Linked DNA regions of Mus musculus: region 2 is linked to region 1. The links are chromatin contacts, called in public HiChIP or PLAC-seq maps. All regions are on one chromosome and are shown on one strand. Each heading gives the region's core, a stretch centred on a gene start, on an enhancer-like site or on the middle of the called end of the contact. The rest is flanking DNA. Distances are from core to core; before and after follow the strand shown. Region 1 holds the start of Tpp2 (tripeptidyl peptidase II). Region 2 has its middle 28 kb from the start of Mettl21c.

What was found. HiChIP or PLAC-seq counts read pairs in DNA pulled down with a chosen protein or histone mark.
Region 2: a Foxp3 HiChIP or PLAC-seq map of regulatory T cells shows a contact between it and region 1, with 3 times the contacts expected there. The contact joins the enhancer-like site here to the promoter of Tpp2 in region 1. A contact is called at or near these places in 8 of 39 promoter capture datasets (the 3T3-L1 cell line, 3T3-L1-derived adipocytes, the HPC-7 cell line and 3 more), 1 of 15 datasets of contacts at CTCF or cohesin (the NIH/3T3 cell line), 7 of 484 Hi-C or Micro-C datasets (CD4 T cells, CD8 central memory T cells, Sertoli cells and 4 more), 18 of 115 datasets of contacts at active chromatin or transcription factors (the 230-238 cell line, CD8 T cells, bone marrow-derived macrophages and 13 more) and 3 of 9 other capture datasets (adipose tissue, liver and pancreatic islet).

The regions. Positions count from the first base shown.
Region 1 is chr1:43,932,116-43,936,903 of GRCm38.p6, reverse strand. Tpp2 (tripeptidyl peptidase II) reads right to left here and starts at 2,910. Exons shown (of 29, transcript NM_001310540.1): 1 at 2,651-2,910. The coding sequence starts at 2,815.
Region 2 is chr1:44,045,607-44,050,394 of GRCm38.p6, reverse strand. No RefSeq gene overlaps it. Among named protein-coding and RNA genes, the nearest start is that of Mettl21c, 28 kb to the right of the region's middle. Within about 2 kb of position 2,579, at least 2 of the 459 cell types and tissues checked have an H3K27ac peak or open chromatin away from gene starts, as enhancers often do. A contact at or near this core is called in Th17 cells and regulatory T cells, where this site is marked.

The DNA.
Region 1 (4,788 bases), core at 1,661-4,160:
GAAATACAATCGGTAATAGTGGAAATATTTTCTCTGAAGCCACAGACCTTAACAGTAGAGCAGGCAAAGGGCTGAATTAAATCTGTGATGTCTTAAAAGAATGAAGCAGCAGCTTGCAAGTGACTATAGAAAACTGTTGGGCAATTTAAACACCACATGCAAACACACGTATTAGGACCTGAGACATCTGGGTACCTGGGAAAGAGAGAAATCAAATATTCAAGAGTGAAGTATAGGAGTGAAGGGTGTTGCTGAGGCTACACTCAAAGGTTAGCGTTAGTAGGGGAAGGGCCTTATAATAAAATTTGAAATTTTAGAGTTTTATTAAAAAAGCAAACTTTGAGCAAAGATGTTGATACTTGGTTTGCTCTTGATAAATAGTAGGTTTGGAAAAGCAAACCATGGATCAGTGGTGAGATTAGTAGCAGTGAGCACTGCTTCTGTATCTATATGGCTTAAACCAAATTTCATCTTGTCAGGAAACTCACTCACGATCTCAGTCAGTTTTCCTGTCATTTTCACTGCATCTCTATAACAGTCATAGTTTGCAGGACTTCATTATTCAATGGAATTGTAGCCACATACTAGGTACTTGAATGGTTGCTGAGAGAATATTAAACATTTAGGTAATTATTAATCTCCTCATGCAGTCTGTATACAGGAGTGTGCTATCACACCTGACTCTGCCCTCTACTTTGCATACACCCAGAAGCTGTGACAAAAAAGGACTTGGTCTAAGGAAGTTAAAGGAGGAGACACTGGCTGGTTTCTCCAAGTTCTCATTTGTAACCTCTAGTCCTTTACTTAGATCCCATTTGACAACTCAAATAGCCAGAAAGGCCTCCTTCTCTTTTTATTTCTATTTGCTTTTTACCTTAATGATGTACACACAGAGCTACAAAATAATTTCCTCAGGTAAGAAAAAAAAAAAAAAATCAAAGTCACCCATGTAAGTTCCTTGCTGAATTTAAACAAAAGATCATGTTTAGAATCTGAGAATAAATGCTGGATGATCTTATGTTTTCTTTTGGTTCAATGTTTTATTGACTAAATGTTAATGTTTGTGTAAATATCAAGCATATTTTCCCTTCAGACAATGACCCAACATGAACTCCTTCTGCTAGCATTTAGTGTTTATTCAGGACTTTAAAAAAAAAAAAAAGTACTTAACACTTTAGCACTGTAAAATCATGTGTGTTGGCTGCTCAATTATCAAGTAATCCTATGGGGTAAAAACTGTTACTTTACAGAAACAAAATACTCTAACCAGAACCAAAAATTCTACAAATGTCCACTGAGTAGTACTACGCCAAAATCTTCAGGATTTTCTGAACCTCTAACGCTAAGAACTAGTGAGCCACTTACCCTAGTTGTTCTCCCACACCCTACAAAAAGTAAACACACACTCCTGTGTATTGGGAAGCACTTCCACTGTGTAATAAATTCACAACGTGTCATTGCTGTTACCAAGTTTTAAACCTTAGCAATTACTATTAATAAAATAACTGTAGTCACTTGAACTTCTAATCAGAGACTCTGACACTGTGTGCTTCAGGGCTCAGGTGTGCACCAGAAAGGGGAAGAAGTAACAAACACTTGGAAGCAGGATTCCCTGAGAGTCCCAGAGTGTCCACACAGGCTTCTTTCCTATCCTTTCCAATAACCTCTAACATGTACGTCAATTACCTTCCCATCCATTTATGTCAATTATTAGGCAGCACAATGAGAAAACTAAAGATTGGAGGAAACAAATCAAGGGCTAGGAGGAGAGGAATTAGTATCCCTCTTTTGTGAGGAACAAGGATAAGATGGTATCAATGTGATCTAATCTATCTATTTGATAAACTGACCACGGACCGAAAAGAGGGTAAATAAACTCTAGTTTTAGTCAGATAAGCTCTTCAACAAAGGTTAGAGAGTACTTATGAGGGGGTTTTAGTAAGAGGCTATTTAAACACAGAATACATTTTATTCAGGCATTTTTTTTTAACATCAGTAAGGTCCCTGCTCTTAAAGACTTCTAACTTGAATAAAGGAAATGAAGTCATTTTTAGGAAGTCGTAATCAAAGTATGTTCTCTCGTTTAAAATGCACATTTTATAAGGCCTGAAAAGTTCGCCCGAAACAAATTAGTCGGGCCCTTTGAAAAAAAAAAAAAAAAAAAGACTAACCCAAAAGATTTCAAGGACCCTGAACAAACACCAGCAAATAACTTAAAAATAGAACAAAAGTATCAGAAGAAACCATTCCGGAAGCGGACTGGGTCGAATTCTGGGAACTCACTTTGCTGGCCTTGCCAAAACGAGTATCTCTTAAACATCACTAAGGATCTCTTCAAGGCTGTTACCCCTATCGTTGGTGCCCCCCACGCTCCCGCGCCCTCCCAGACCTATAAAACTGTAAAATTTTCCCATGCCGAGGTCGGGTGCGGACCCTGAAGAGGTGTGGGGCCTGGAACGCCCAGGCTGACCAGCAAAGCTTCCCCGCGGCCCCCGATCCCGAACAGCCACGCTGACCACACCGCTTTTGTGTGGACAGGGAACAGGGCCTGGAGGTCTCCCAGAGCTGTCCGGGCCGCCCCGGCCCGTCCGGTCCCCGCCTTGTTCCAGGCTCGGCCCTCTGGGCTACGGGCCCTTGGGCGCCGCCTCACCTGCATGCCCGGGGCCCCGGGATCGACCCCTGTGTCCAGGACGGCGATGAGCACCCCGCGCCCGTCATACTCCGGGTAGCGGCACAGGAAGGAGGAGGCCCCGGTCTCCTTCTTTGGTAGAAGACCGTGGAAAGGAAAGGGCTCCTCGGTCGCGGCGGTGGCCATGGACGCAAGCTGGAGGACAGACGAGGAAGAGGCAAACTGCCAGGCAGCGCGCGGACGAGCGGCGCGAGGACACCCGGCTACCGCGGGACGGAGGTGGGGAAGGGGCGGAGCCTGGCCACCAGTACCCAATCGTGTGCGGTCAGAGGTGTCTAGCCAATCATACGCTTCAACGTAAGCTAACGGCGCCGCTACGAGTCACGACGAGGGAATGTTACCCAGGCTGCAGAGCTGGAACGGAGTGTGCGCTGCTGCGGATGACAACGCACTGGAGGGAGGTTCTTGCCTTCCGAGCTGTCACTCTCCGTGAGAAGCAGCGAGAGGAACGGGCTGTCTGCCTGAGGCGTGGGATCCTCGCGACGCCGCCGAGGTTGGCTTAACCCGCTGCGGACCGGAAGCCTGTAAAGTCGAGCGCGGAAGTCTCAGATTTAGCGGCCCGGCCTTTCTGGCAGGGTGAGGTGCTGTTTAGTCAACAGGAAGTGGGTTGTCGGCTGTTTTGTCGCCAGAGTCCCCAAAGCAAAACACGTGACAGAAATGAGCTCCCTCCTGTCTTCGTGGCTTACTTACCCTTGGCATCCGGAATTTCAGAAAAATACCTGCCTTTTCTCCAGTGAAGTTCCTCTTTGTAACACAGTTACCGAGCCATAGTTTGCGGGGTTTTTTTCCCATTAGGATGCACAGTGACAGCAATCGTAAATGGCATTTGAAATTTAAACTACACAGATTATCCAGTAACAAAGGTTGCCAACATTCATAATTAAGAATATTGTGGGGGTGAATTAATATTTTCCTATTTGTGACAAATCTACTCTGTACCAGTGAGAGATTCTGCACGTTTTTTCAGTGTGTAGCCTGCCTGGAGGCCTCTGAAATACTGAGCACCGAACCACAGCCATAAGTGTGGTAATTCTTCTCTTTAGTGGCAGCGACTGCTGTGTCTACTCCAAAAGTCCCAGCAGCAAGAAGGCGCCCAGAGTAATCTTAATTATCCCATTGACAAACTCAAGACACCTTACCACAGAGATGTCTTTAAATGCATAAGATGAAATATATAGGATTATACAGGAAGTAGACGGTTGAAAGAATTATAACAACTTAATTTTTGTTGTATTGCAATAGTTTCATATATGTAAGTAATTACATGTGTGCTCTTTTTAAAATTAAATAACAGAGCCATCGTCAAGTCTAATAACTAATGTTATTTTTAAATTGGAAAACAATTGTAAATGGCATTTGAATATATCTAAACTACACACTTTAATAACAAAGGTTGCCTGTGTTCATAATTAAGAACATGTGGAGGATGAAAATAATTTTTTCCTATTCAATCATGGGCCCTGTGCATTTCTATGGTCTCCAGTTTAAGAGGCAGGTTCCTAGAATCCCGTGTATGCCATTTGTTTCAAACCACAGCATTTCCATTGACTCCTCATACTTTGCTCTATGAGCAAATATATTAAAATATATTAAATTGTAACTTGAAAGAATTTCTTGGGATCAGAATGTTAATTTTTTCTTTTGGATTAAGTTAACTTACAATTACAAAGTTGATGAAAACAATGAGTAAATCTTAAGATTAAAATGAACAAAAAATGGGATGGGAGGGAAGGGAGGAAAGAAAAGGCAGCTTTTCCCTAGAAGTTTGATGAGAATTAGACATATTTCCATTTATAACAGGCTATTCTAGGGCTGGAGAGATGCCTCAGCGGATAAAAGCACTGACTGCTCTTCTGAAGGTCCTGAGTTCAATTCCCAGCATCCACATGGTGGCTCACAACCATCTGTAATGGGATCTGATACCCTCTTTTGGTGTGTCTGAAGACAGCTACAGTGTACTCCTATACATAAAATAAATAAATCTTAAAAAAAAAAACCAGGCTATTCTAGTTATAAGTATAAGATTCCCACGTGTATGTCTCTTATAAAATCAGAGCCATCAGCTGCTACCCTTTGGAGCAAACCCCCTATCTCATCCC
Region 2 (4,788 bases), core at 1,330-3,829, 110 kb before region 1:
TGTGTCTTGCATTCTTTTGGTTGGAATTTTAGACCAGTAGGGTATTGTTCAGCTTCCACATGTGTGTGGGCTTTCTGGTTTTGGTTTGGTTTGGTTTGGTTTGGTTTGGTTTGGTTTGGTTTGGTTTGGTTTGGTTTGGTTTGGTTGGGTTGGGTTGGGTTGGGTTGGTTTGGGTTGGTTTGGGTTGGTTTGGTTTGGTTTGATTTGGTTTTTTTCTTTGCTATTGAAGACTAGCCTTAGTCCATGATGATCTTATCGGATGCATGGGATAATTTCAATCTTCTTGTGTCTGTTGAAGCCTATTTTGTGACAGCTATATGGTCAGTTTTGGAGAAGGTATCATGAGGTGCTGAGAAGAAGGCATATTTTGTTTTAGGATGAAATGTTCTATAAATATATGTTAAATTCATTTGTTCCATAACTTTTGTTAGTTTCAATGTGTCTCTGTTTAGTTTCTGTTTCCATGATCTGTCCATGATGAGAGTGTGGTGTTGAAGTCTCCCACCATTATTATGTGAGGTACAATGTGTGCTTTGAGCTTTAGTAAAGTTTCTTATATGAATGTGGGTGCCCTTACATTTGGAGCATAGATGTTCAGAATTGAGAGTTCATCTTGGTAGAATTTTTTCTTTGATGAGTATAAAGTGCCCTTCCTTATCCTTTTAGATAACTTTTGGTTAAAAGTTGACTTTATTCGATATTAGAATGGCTACTCCAGCTTGTTTCTTGGAACAATTTGCTTAGAAAATTGTTTTTCAGATCTTTAATCTGAGGTAGTGTCTGTCTTTTTCCCTGAGGTGTGTTTCCTGTCTGCAGCAAAATGCTGGAACCTATATACTTATCCAGTCTATTATTTTATGTCTTCTTACTAGGGCATTGAGTCCATTGATGTTAAGTGATATTAAGGAATAGTGATTTTTGCTTCCTGTTATTTTTTATGTTATTTTTGTTTGTGTGGCTATCTTCTTTTGGGTTTGTTGAAATATTACTTTCTTGCTTTTTCTAGGGTGTAGTTTCTTCCCTCCTTGAGTTGGAGTTTTCTAGCTATTATCCTTTGTAGGGCTGGATTTGTGGGAAAATGTTGTGTAAATTTGGTTTTGTCATGGAATAGTCTCTCTGTCTATGGTAATTGGTAGTTTTCTTGCATATGGTAGCCTGGGCTGCATTTGTGTTCGCTTAGGGTCTGTATAACATCTGCTCAGGATCTTCCAGCTTTCATAGTCTCTCATAAGAAGTATGGTGTAATTCTGATAGGGCATTGAGTCCATTGATGTTAAGTGATATTAAGGAATAGTGATTTTTGCTTCCTGTTATTTTTTATGTTATTTTTGTTTGTGTGGCTATCTTCTTTTGGGTTTGTTGAAAGATTACTTTCTTGCTTTTTCTAGGGTGTAGCTTTTATATGTTACTTGGCCTTTTTCACTTACTGTTTTTAATATTCTGGTGTTTTGACTATTATGTGACAGGAGGAATTTCTTTTCTGGTCCAATCTATTTGGAGTTCTGTAGGCCTCTTGCATGTTTATGAGTATCTCTTTCTTTAGATTTGGAAAGTTTTCTTCTATAATTTTGTTGAAGATATTTACATTAAGTTGGGAATCTTTGCTCTCTTCTATACCTATTATCTTTAGGTTTCATCTTCTCATTGTGTCCTAGATTTCCTGGATGTTTTGGGTTAGGACCTTTTTTCATTTTGCATTTTCTTTTATTGTTATGCCAATGTTTTCTATGGTATCTTCTGCATCTGAGATTCTCTCTTCTATCTCTGGTATTCTGTTGGTAATGCTTGCATCTATGACTACTGATCTCTTTCCTACATCTCCTATCTCCCAGGGTTGTCTCCCTCTGTGATTTCTTTTTTGTTTCTATTTCCATTTTTAGATCCTGAAATGTTTTGTTCAATTCCTTCACCTGTTTGGTTGTGTTTTCCTCTAATTCTTTAAGGGATTTTTGTGTTTCCTCTTTAAGGGCTTCTAGCTGTTTTCCTGTGTCCTCCTTTATTTCTCTAAGGGAGTTATTTATGTCATTCTTAAAGTCCCCTATAATCATCATGAGATGTTATTTTAAATCAGAGTCTTGCTTTTCTGGTGTGTATCCAGGGCTCACTGTGGTGGGAGAACTGGTTTCTGATGATGCCAAGTAGCCTTGGTTTCTGTTGCTAAAGTTCTTGCCCTTGCCTCTCGACATCTGGTTATCTCTGGTGTTAGCTAGTCTTGCTGTCTCTGTGGCTTGTCCCTCCTTCAAGCCTGTGTCTCAGTACTCATGGGAGACCAGTTCTCTCTGGGAGGAATTTAGGTATGGAGAGCTGTGGCACAGGGTCAGCTCTGGTGTGCAGACAGAAACCGGAAGGATCCTTGCTTCCTGTGTCCTGATTGCTCTGGGTGGACTCCTCTTGGGCCAGGAATTTGAGCAGAAGCAGTGGTCTTACTTGTGCTCACGGGTGTGCTGGCCCTTCTGGGAGACCAAGTCTCTCCTGCCGATATTTGTGAATGGAGCACTGTGGCACAGGATCAGCTCCAGGCACAGACCTAGAGTTCAAACTTAGCTAAGCATACTGACCTTTAAATCTACTGGTTAGCAAGCATGACACACATTTGAACTCTAGCTGGGACTTTTCAGAGGGTCAGGTAGGTAACTATCAGTCAGTACATTCTGAGAATTTTTTTACTCAAAATGTTCCTGTGGGTGGAGAAGAGAACTGGGCCTAGCCTTAATCCTAGGTGGGAGGGGGAAGTGGTAAGGAGGATGTGAACTGGGGGGAAAAAAACCCTTAGGGTCCCTCTTTCCCCCTTTTTTCTTGTACAAGCTCCAATCCTAGAGCTATGCTCAGGGGTCTTGAGTAACTAACTCATATTCTTCAGGTCCTGTCCTCAGGGTCTCATATTGTTGGCGCAGGACCATCAGCTGCACTGCTCCTATCCTCTCTTTTATGAAGGCTTTAAGTTTGTTCACTATGCAGGGTCTAAAGCTCAACAATTAGGGGTCCTAACAAGGTGGATGAGGGTGGTTAACCAAGGGGAGGACTTAAACCAAGACTCTAACCAGCCCTAACTCTGTTCTTTCTCTCTTCCACTTGGCCAGCCCTTCTCTCACCTTGGCCACTGAATCTTTAACTACCTCCGGAATGGTCTCCATTATATGCTTCCCAGGTAGCACAGAAAAAGTGGTTGGCCCCCCCAGCACTGATGGGCCTGCTGCTGGATTCTCCCATTTTGACAGAACACATATATGGGGGGGGGGTTCTCGCAGGACATTTCTCAACTTTGGTTGTCCACACCCTCCAAGCTGCTTTTGGGACACAGTTTAGATTCACATATCCCTCATCCCCCACATTCCAGTAATCCCTTCTCCTGTGTCTCTAGAGTGGGAATATCCCAGGAATCAAGGCCCACGCTGACTTACAGAGATCAAAGACAAGATCCAGCCACCAGATATGAGGCAGGTGTTCCTCTGTAGTGGACCAAGCTACATCCCCAGTGGCTTAGAGTACTTGTCAAGTCTCTTTGGTAGAGTTGTGAGGGGTTGCTGAGGCTCAGTGCCTGAAGGAAGATACACCATTGCCATCTCATGGCTTCTCTGGCCTTCCAGAGGGTGGTGATCTTGAGCTTGAAGGGGGGTTGCTTGAGTGTCTGGCTGCTATCCATTTGGCATCAGGCGTGCTGGTCTGACATGAGTTATGTGAACCCAGGCAGTTACTCAACAACACCAGGAACACTTTCCACTTTGCTTCCAAGTTTTCAGCAAGATGTCTCTTAACATATACCCAATCTCCAACTTAGTGCTCGTGTGGAACCTCAGGGGTACCAGCATTATATGGGGCACTAAGTGTAGGCCACAATTCCTGGTGGCTGGTCTGGAAAGCTTGCAATCAAGACATAAGATTCTTGTCAGCCTGAAAAGTCACTCTTGGGGGGCTTTTTATCTCCTAAATGAGTCCATCCTGTGCATTTGGCCTAGTAAGTCTTTTGCTTGCTTTCTGGGGAGTATAGATCTTCCTTCTTGTGTGCACCATTGCCCTTCCTTCTCTAAGTAATAGTTGGAGGGTGACTAGCAATCTGAGTCCTTTCTTCTTCCATATATTCTAAGTGAGGCCATGCCTTAGTCCAGTTCCATTCCCCAGCTGGTGTCTCTTTTAGGCCCATAACCAGGATATGCTCCTGCATATCCACTTCTCAAGCCACTTAATCTGCCTGGTTATTGCCTGGGCCACTGAATCTCTTTCCTTCTGATGCCCTGGGCAATGAATAATAGAGTTGCCAGCTTCATCGGGGCATCCAGGAGATCCAAGATTCCCTGCTTGTTTTTTCTTTTCCCTCTGATGTGAGCAGTCCTCTTTCTTGGTATATAGCCCTGTGGACGTGGGCTGTGGCAAAGGCATACCTGCTTACTGTGTAAGCTTCGGCATGTAAAAGGCATACCATGTAGATGTTAGTTTTCTTGCCAGCCCCAAGTTCCAAGGCCTTGGTAAGGACAATTAGCTCTGCTTTCCGTGCCAACATGCCAGGGGGTAGACGTTCTGCCCAGATGACATTTGTGCCATCCACGACACCAGCACCCACTCATATCTGACCTTCATGGAGAAAACTGTTCCTGTCTGTAAACCAGGCAGCCTCAGCTCCCAGCAGGGGTTGGTTGGAGAGGTCTTTCCTCCACCCATGGGCTCTCCTTTTGGGCCAGTTAGTTGTGGCTCATCAGGCAGGAAGTGTATCTGGGCCCCCATCTTAGAGAGTAAGTTTAACCCCAACAGAGGGTAGGAACAGTCTAGGATGACCATAAATGAATGGGATGC